2 separate regions of the Sus scrofa genome follow, and region 1 is linked to region 2. A link is a contact called in public Hi-C data. All regions are on one chromosome and are shown on one strand. Each heading gives the region's core, a stretch centred on a gene start, on an enhancer-like site or on the middle of the called end of the contact. The rest is flanking DNA. Distances are from core to core; before and after follow the strand shown.

Region 1 (4,154 bases), core at 203-2,702, 130 kb before region 2:
TGGCTTGGATCTGGCATTGCTATGGCTGTGATTCAACCCCTAGCCTAAGAAATTCCTTATGCCATAGTGAGGCCATAAAAAGAAAAGAAAAAAAAATGTCACAGCAAGATTACAAGATGATTAATCTCTTTGTTCTTCCCCTTAAAAAGAAAAAAGAAAAAAGAAAAAAACCCTCACTCAAAGACCAAGGTGAAGTGGATCAGAGCCTTGTCTCCCACTCCTTTGCTTGGAGTCCTGCAATAAACGCTGTACTTTCCTTCATCACAACCTGGTGTCAGTAGATTGGCTTTGCTGTGCTTAGGATGATCCAACCCTCATTTGGTTTGGTGCAGTAGACATTCAAACTTTCTTCCCCTGGTATTTATTTCTTTGCTCTACACTCTGCTGCAGAAGTAGATGTCTCCCCAAACCATCACCACCATTCACTATTGTGATGTCTCTCAGGGAGTTTTCATGGCCCTTCTCTGAACCAGACCTACCTTGATGAACTGATACCTATCCCTCAGTCCCTGGGAATTTGACTTTATTTCAGAAAAGGGCCTATGCAGATACAGTTAAGTTTGATGTAATGACAAAGATCTTGGGATAAAATTGTTCTGGATTTACAATAGACCCTAAATATAAAAACAGAAGAAATAAGAGTTCCAGTTGTGACTCAGCAGGTTAAGAAGCTGACTAGTATCCATGAGGATGCAGGTTCCATCCCTGGCTTTGCTCAGTGGGTTAAGGATCTGGCATTGCACAAGCCTATGGTGTAGGTTGCAGATGAGGCTTGGATTCAGTGTTGCTGTGGCTGTGGCATAGGCTCTGATTCAATCCCTAGCCCAGGAACTTCTATATGTTGCAGGTGCAGCTATAAAAAGAAAAAAAAAGAGGGAGTTCCCACTGTGGTGCAGCAGAAACAAATCCAACTAGTATCATGAGGATTGGGTTCGATCCCTGGCCTCGATCAGTGGTTTGGGGGTCTAGTGTTGCTGTGAGCTGCAGTGTAGGTTGCAGACATGGCTAGGATCCTGAGTTGCTGTGGATGTGATGTAGGCCATCAGCTGTAGCTCCCATTTGACCCTTAGGCTGGGAACTTCCATATGCTGCAGTGTGGCCCTAAAAAACAAACAAAAAATAAATAAATAAAAAGAAAAAAAACAAAAAAAGAAAAATAAAAACAGGAGAGATAGACAGAGAAAGGGAGAAAGAAATGGGAAATCAGAGGCACAGACTTAAGTGATGGAGCCACAGGCCAAGGAACATCTGGGGCCACTAGAAGCTGGAAGAGGCCAGGAAGCCTCCTCCCCTAAGACTTCAGAGAGGACACAGCCCTGCTGACCCTTGATTTCAAAATTCCGGACACCAGAACTGTGAGAGAATAAATTCCTGTTGTTTTAAGTCACCTAGTCTACAGCAATGTGTTAACAGCAGCCACAGGACACTGATATAGGGACACTGGAATTTGGTCCTTGGGAAGGCCATGGTCTGGCAGGGCACAGACCCAGACTTGGATGCTCTAGCCCTGTGTGGTCAAGGTGGGGCCAGAGGAAGGCCCCTCAGCTTGAGGGCAACAGAGAAGAGAGCAAGGAAGTCTTTACTGGAAGATGGGGCATCAAAGGTGGGGTTTAAGAGATAAATAGGAGATTGCCAGTGGGGGCCATTCTTTCTAAGCAGACTTGCCCTGGCCTGTCTGAGCCTAACTCTGGCTGAAACTGAGATTTTATTGGCCAACCACTCATAATAGTAATAGAAATGAGTTCTACAACATTGCGATTGTAGTTACAATCAAGCTTCATACTAATACTGAGAAACTGAGTTTTGAAGAAGTTAGTAATACTTCCCAAATCTGCTTGGCCTCTCAAGAACTAAGCCAGGATTTGAACCCAGGCTGGCTAGGGACCCCTGTCTACAACACAGAGGCATACTGACCTAGAGGGATGTTCACAGCAATAGGACAGCAATTCTCCTTGTCCACTGAACTCATAGATTTTTAAATAACCTGATTTTTTTCACCATGTCCGGATCTGACGTCATGACCATGTTTGCCTTGAATCACGAGAAACAAACCACAGAAGTGGGTATTTACTTGTGTGTTTGATGAGGGTGCCTCCAGCCAACAGTAATCGGTAAGAAACATTTTGGGAGGTTTGGGGCTGAGCCAAGTGGAGGGAACAGCTTGACCCCTGGCCTCCATGTTCTGTTTACCTCTGCCCCGACTTGGCCTGCAGGACTTGAGGAATGCATGGTCCCGGCCCACTAAGCTCATTGCTGGCTGGATGCCCACAGCCTGCCCCATCGCTCCTCCCAGTTTGGCCACGGGGCTGACTATGAGGTCATCAGCTAATGTGCTGTGAAGGGGAGCCAGATCAGCCCAGCTGCCAGCATGCCAGAGTCTGGTGAAGTGGAAATCGCCCTGGAGCTAATGTCACCCTTTCCTGTTTCCAGGGATCACCCATGAGCTTTGTCCCCCTTGAGAAGTTCCAGGAATAAAATGATCTAATGACTGGTCCTACTTGTAAAGTAACAGACACCCACTCATGAGTCAGCAGTTCCACACCCAGACATGCACAGTAGAATACTATATAGCAATGAAAAAGAAAGACCCACACAACAGATGAACACAGCAATTCATAGACATGGTGGTGAGTGAAAGTCAGCAGACAGAAAAGGGGATGTGCTGGCCGGTTCTGTACCAAAATTAGCCATAGTAACAGGTAAGCACAGCTGTTAATCCAGAGGTAGGAGGAATGATGGGACAGGTGTGGGGCTGAGAATGCTCTGGAGCTTCATTTGGGAAGGGGTTATGTGCAATGTCATTGAACTTAACACCTAAGATTAGTCCTTTTGGCTTTCTGTAAGTTGTATGTTGGTTTTATGTTTGTTTGTTTGTCTTTTTGTCTTTTAGGGCCACACCTGTGGCATGAGGAGGTACCCAGGCTAGGGGTCCAATCGGAATTGTAGCCACAGTAAAGGGGGATCCGAGCCATGTCTGCGACCTACACCACAGCTCACAAAAACGCCAGATCCTTAACCCACTGAGCGAGGCCAGGGATCAAACCCAAGACCTCATGGATACTAGTTGGGTTCGTTAACTGTTGAGCCATGACGGAAACGCCTAGGGTTTTTGTGGGTTTTTTTGGCTGCACTCGTGGCATGTGGAAGTTCCCAGGCCAGAGATCAAACTCGAGCCACAGAAGCAACCCAAGTTGCTGCAGTAACAACGCTGGATTGTTAACCCACTGTGTCACAAGAGAATGCCTTGAAGTCATATCTATTTTTTTTTTTCTTTTTTTTTTTTGCTTCTTAGGGCCACATCCATGGCATATGGAGGTTCCCAGGCTAGGGGTTGAATTGGAGCTACAGCTGTCAGACACAGCCACAGTAATGTGGGATCTAAGCCATGTCTATGACCTATCCCATAGCTCTTGGCAACACTGGATTCTCAACCCACTGATTGAGGGCAGGGATCGAACCCACAACCCCATGGTTCCTAGTCAGATTCGTTTCTGTCGAGCCATGACGGGAACTCCTAAGACATATCCTTTTTTTTTTTTTTTTTTTTTTTTTTTTGTCTTTTTGCCTTTTCTAGAGCCCCTCCTGCGGCATATGGAGGTCAAATCGGAGGCTAGGGGTCAAATCGGAGCTGTAGCCGCCAGCCTACGCCACAGCCACAGTAACTCCGGATCCAAGCCGTGTGGGTGAACTACACCACAGCTCACAGAAATGCCAGATCCTTAACCCACTGATTGGGGCCAGGGATCGAACCCACAACCTCATGGCTCCTACTTGGATTCGCTTCCCCTGTGCCACGACAAGAATGCCTCAACTATACTTTCATAACAAAAATTTTAAAAAAATCAAAAGGCAGAGGGCTGTAGAAAACATTCCAGTGATGTAGATCTCGAATGACCATATGACCCTGCCATCCCACTTCTGGGTCCATCCTCACAGAACTGAAAACAGGTCCTTGGAGTCCCCTGGTGGCTCAGCAAGTTAAGGATCTTGCATTGTCACTGCTGTGGCATGGGTTTAATCCCTGGCCCAGGAACTTCCACATCATGGGCATAGCCAAAAAAAAAAAAAAAAGAAAGAAAATAGGTCCTCAAATCTTTGTATATGAATGTTCAAGAAAGTGCTATTTACAATAATTCAAAAGGTGGGGCGTTCCT
Region 2 (4,522 bases), core at 989-3,488:
GAAATGTTACACTGGAACCTGCCCACTCTTCAAGGCCCTGTATGGCCGCTGTCAAGCCCTGCCACTAACCTGTCCAATTGACAGGCTCTGGGGGCCCAGAGAGACCCTATAAACTTAGACACCAGAGAAGCTGGCTGGCCAGGGCTCTATGATACCTGCACCCAGGAGCCCATAGCTCAACAGAGGAGCAAATGCCTACCTTTCAGAGACACCTCAGGCCTTGACTATTCTACTAGACAGCAAGGGCTGCAGCATGGAAGGAAGGCACAGACCCCACAACAGAATGATGACCCCATTCTGCAGGGGGGCAAACAAGTCCAGAAGGCAGCACCACTGTCACCACAACCATCCCCCCCTCTTCCCCACTCCCTGTGTCCTGCCCCAGACTCTGCAGCCACCCAGCCCATGTCGACTCAATATCAGTGAGGGTTTATAAACAATACGGCCAGTCTCCCTACCCTGGCTCTGAGCTGTCTGAGGGACAGAGCTCAGACACCCAGAACCTCTGTACCTAGGCCCGCCGGGTACCCACATGAACATAGGGCAGTGGGCAGCCTCCCCAGGTCTGCATGCTGGTACAACACCAGCCTTGGTTCAGCCATTGTGAGGCATCCTGCTGCCCTGCCCCAAGCCTGGGCCCTGCGTCCTCCAATGACCTGCTTCAACCACCTCCAAGTTTGCCCACCCTGAGCTTAGCAGCAGCAGAGGGACACCCACTGTGTGCTCTCTCTTGAATGGCTGAGCACCAGGAGCCCCAAGAAGAGGGCATGCAAGCAGGTGCCACTTCCACTCAGACCAACCACTCACTGAGGCTGATCCGTGCTGAGTAGATCACACACTTGGCAATTCCTGTCACACGAAAGCCTCCAAGCCTTGGTGAATTCACACATGAGAGACAAAAGCAGGAAGAGGAGAGGCAGGTGGCAGGAGCTATGTGAAGATCTCAGGACAAAGTGCAATCAGAGCCATGGCTCTGGGGCACAGACCCTGGTGAATCACCTTCAACCCCTGGGGAAAAAGGGATCCAAAACCTTGTGTCTTTGCAGCACGGCATCAGTCCAACCTCCACTGACAGACAGACGGTTAGCCTCACCCTACACACCCAGCCACCGGCAAACTCCATTCACTGGCTGCAATCTCAGAGCCCAGGCTCACCTGGGAGATCATTAACCTCATCTGCTCAATAACCCTCCTCACAAAGATGCCAGAGCTAAAAGCAGGGAGGGCCAGGGGCCACGTACCATTAATCCTTCACTCTAGGCCAGACACCACTTCAGAATCCTTCTTAACAAAGTTCCACTTCCAGTGGGGAGGAGCTGGCACAGTTCACCGGGTCATGTTGGCTCCACACACAAGGCCCTCGACTAAAAGGACCCTGTGCATGGGTAAGGGAGCAGGCATGGGCCTGTGCCCTCCCCACAGCAGGCTGGAGACAAGCTGGACACAGAAAACCAGGGCTGTCTGTCCTCGTCCCACTTGCCAGATCCACTGTGAACTTAGCGTATTTCACTGGAACGAGCAGACATCTGTGAGCATCCAATACCAAAAATAGTACAACCAGGGGAGGAAGGAACACATTCTTCTAGCTGTGGCCTGCCCCTGCCTCAGACATCTCCCCGAAGTCTCTCTGCCCTGGGACGTCCCCAGTACGATCCCCTGCTCTGGACCTCACCCTTCCCTTAGGCCTCCCCTTGCACCGTCCCCCCTGCCCAGCCTGCCACAGCTCAACAGTCCCACCCAATTCTAAAAAAGGAGAAACACCACCAAATGATAAGAACAGCAAAATCATGCCATTTCTGCTAACAGAACCCAAAAACCATAGCCCCTTAGCAGAGGCCTGCCCAAGAAGCCCTTCTCCAGTGTGTAACTCCAAATCATCTACAGACGGCACATGTCAGAATCTAACTACAGGTGGCACTGGGCCAGAGCTGAGAACGCAAAGCTCCAAGAGTTCACCAAGCACCAGCCCCCAGCCCCGCCTGTGGAGAGCTCACTCCTGGGGAGCGGGAGACTCTTGCTGCCCACTGTCTCCAAACAAGGGAGCCATCTGAAACCACCGTCATCTGACTGCTACCAGACCATGAAACATACATTCAAAAACACTATATGAACTGAACCCTTAAGGGGCACAGCCCTGCCTCAGAAGATGAAACTGGCCCTGCTGTTACACCCTGGGACTGAGGCCAAGGGACCAGGGGAACTTCAGCCAGAGCCTGACTGGAATCACAGGCAGAAGCTCACCCTCCCAGCTCCAACAGGGACATGCACACGGCCCTTCCCACTCAGGCTGTGCAACTCTGTTTCCAGAGTTCACCAGAAGGTCACACATAAAAAGACCAGGCCCACTGGAAGCTGTGCCAGGCTTGATACTGCCTGAGAAAAGCTGCTCCTGGGAAAACCAGGGATGCATGAGGGGTGGGAAGCATTCAGTCTGCATGAAATTGGGAGGGCAGGCAGCTCCAAAGTGGACACCCTCAGGTTTTAGGCTTGATTTAATCTGTGCTGACCTGACTATGGACCATCCCAACTATGACATGAAGGGGCCAGACCCAAAAGACCCTGCCAGGTCTCGGTCTAACCCTGAGATATAATGGCAAGAGGTCTGCTGCACACAACAGCACAGGAAACAGGTCCGAGGCCTAAGCTCTGCCCCAGGAGAGCACAGCCTGCTAACGCACCCATCTCGACACTCAACCACAAGCTTCTCTGAAAAGGACAAGAGTCACTGTCTCAGTCTTTTGAGGGCCAGTCCCTGTTGCAAACAGTCTGCCACCTTCAGAGTGCAAAAGGAGCCATAGACAACACCACTGTGTCCCAATAAAGCTCTACTTACAAACACAGGTGGGGGCCAGATTTGGCCTGTAGGCCATGGTTTACAGGCTCATTTTATACTCCAAGGTTGACACCGAAAAAGGGAAGAGGCCCTAACAGTGCACTTCATCAGCAGCCTCATCCGATCCATTCTGTTCACTCAACATGGTGGCAAACTGCCAAGGCCTTAGTTTGGGGGGCTGGCAGCTACAATGGGCACAAGAGATGTTACCTTCTTCAGGGGCAGAAAGAGGGCTCATGAGCTCTACCACTAATCCCACAAGTAAAGGAAGCATCTGGAAGGGGGACACAGCACAGGCTCACTGTCAGGACCTTGAGAACATGGTAAGGAGGGACCCATCATCAAGGGCAAGGCCAAGATGAGCTTGCCCCTGCTCTAGCCCCTGTGAACCCAGCTGTACTGACTTGATTCAGTGGGTGTTCCCTTGCGGGAAATGTTGTACCGGGACACTTAAATCACTCCCTCCAGATGTGGGGAGAACCACGTGATCCACAGCAGGAATCTGAATTTCCCCAAAAAGTCACTGTTTTTAAAAAGGGAGGGTGTTCCTGTCATGGCACAGCGGAAATGAATCCAACTAGTATCCTTGAGGATATGGGTTCAATCCCTGGCCCCACTCAGTAGGTTAAGGATCCGGCATTGCTGTGAGCTGTGGTGTAGGTCGCAGACATGGCTTGGATCTGGTGTTGCTGTGGCTGTGGCGTAGGCCAGCAGCTGTAGCTCCGATTAGACCACTGGCCTGGGAACTTCCATATGCCTCAGGTGTGGCCCTTAAAAAAAAAAAGGGGAAAAGGATAAATGAACCACCTGACCCACTTACCCTCCTCAGGGCACTAGCAGAAGGCAAGGTCACCCTGAACCCTCTGGGTCCCAGAGACACCACCCTCACCAAGAAGGGCAGCATAACAGGGTGACCACCCCAACCAGGGCTTCCCTTAGATCAGCCTCTCCTGAATCAAGGAAACCTCCCCTGAACCAAAGTGGGGCCCAGGGCATTTGCACACGCACGCAGACATGCACGTGCATGCAAGAGTGCGCGCACACACACACACACACACACACACACACACCCATACAGGAGGAAGGGAGGCAGAAGCAAGAGAGAAAGGAGGCATAACTTCCCTTGCTGGAGGCCCCCCAGGACAAGTAGGCTGCATCTGCCCACAGGGTCCAGAAAAAAAAACACAGCTCCTCCTCCTTCCCATGCACCTTCACAAAAGCCTTGAGGTTAAGTCAAAGGCAGGAGCAGGTACAGTGGTACTGGAGGTCCTAAATGCTGAACCTCAGCCCCCACTTGCCCAGCACCCCAAAAAGGTCAGAGCCTGATCCTGGGGGCCTCCAGGCTGCTTCCCACCTGGAAGAAAGCCCATTTTCATAAACGGTCCCCCTGTGATTCAACATGGGACACCAACAGCTAAACTCACAAAAGCAGAGGAGATTCTGCCCCATCTAAACTCATAACCAGAAAGAGATGAGCAGCCTCAGGTACCTGCAGGGAGAGCCCAGACCCTCCCTGCCACATGACCTTGGGGCCTCTGTTTGGTTTTAGCAGGAGTGGGGAGCACAGGTCTTGCCTCTGAGAGGGCCAGGAAGTGGTAAGGGTGACAAAGAACTGCTCTACCTAGGTTGATCCCACATCAAACACATTCCCACCCTTTACTGGCCCTCAGCCCCTACTGCTTGCCCCCT

What was found. A called contact is a pair of places that touch in the nucleus more often than the background predicts.
Region 1: a contact with region 2 is called in a Hi-C map of liver, with 2.4 times the contacts expected there. The contact joins two enhancer-like sites. A contact is called at or near these places in 1 of 47 Hi-C or Micro-C datasets (liver) and 1 of 2 datasets of contacts at active chromatin or transcription factors (alveolar macrophages).

The regions. Positions count from the first base shown.
Region 1 is chr2:59,422,254-59,426,407 of Sscrofa11.1, reverse strand. No RefSeq gene overlaps it. Among named protein-coding and RNA genes, the nearest start is that of GDF15, 13 kb to the right of the region's middle. Within about 2 kb of position 1,452, at least 30 of the 83 cell types and tissues checked have an H3K27ac peak or open chromatin away from gene starts, as enhancers often do. A contact at or near this core is called in alveolar macrophages and liver, where this site is marked.
Region 2 is chr2:59,292,492-59,297,013 of Sscrofa11.1, reverse strand. All of the region lies in intron 1 of ELL (RNA polymerase II elongation factor ELL), which reads right to left. Among named protein-coding and RNA genes, the nearest start is that of ELL, 18 kb to the right of the region's middle. Within about 2 kb of position 2,238, at least 39 of the 83 cell types and tissues checked have an H3K27ac peak or open chromatin away from gene starts, as enhancers often do. A contact at or near this core is called in alveolar macrophages and liver, where this site is marked.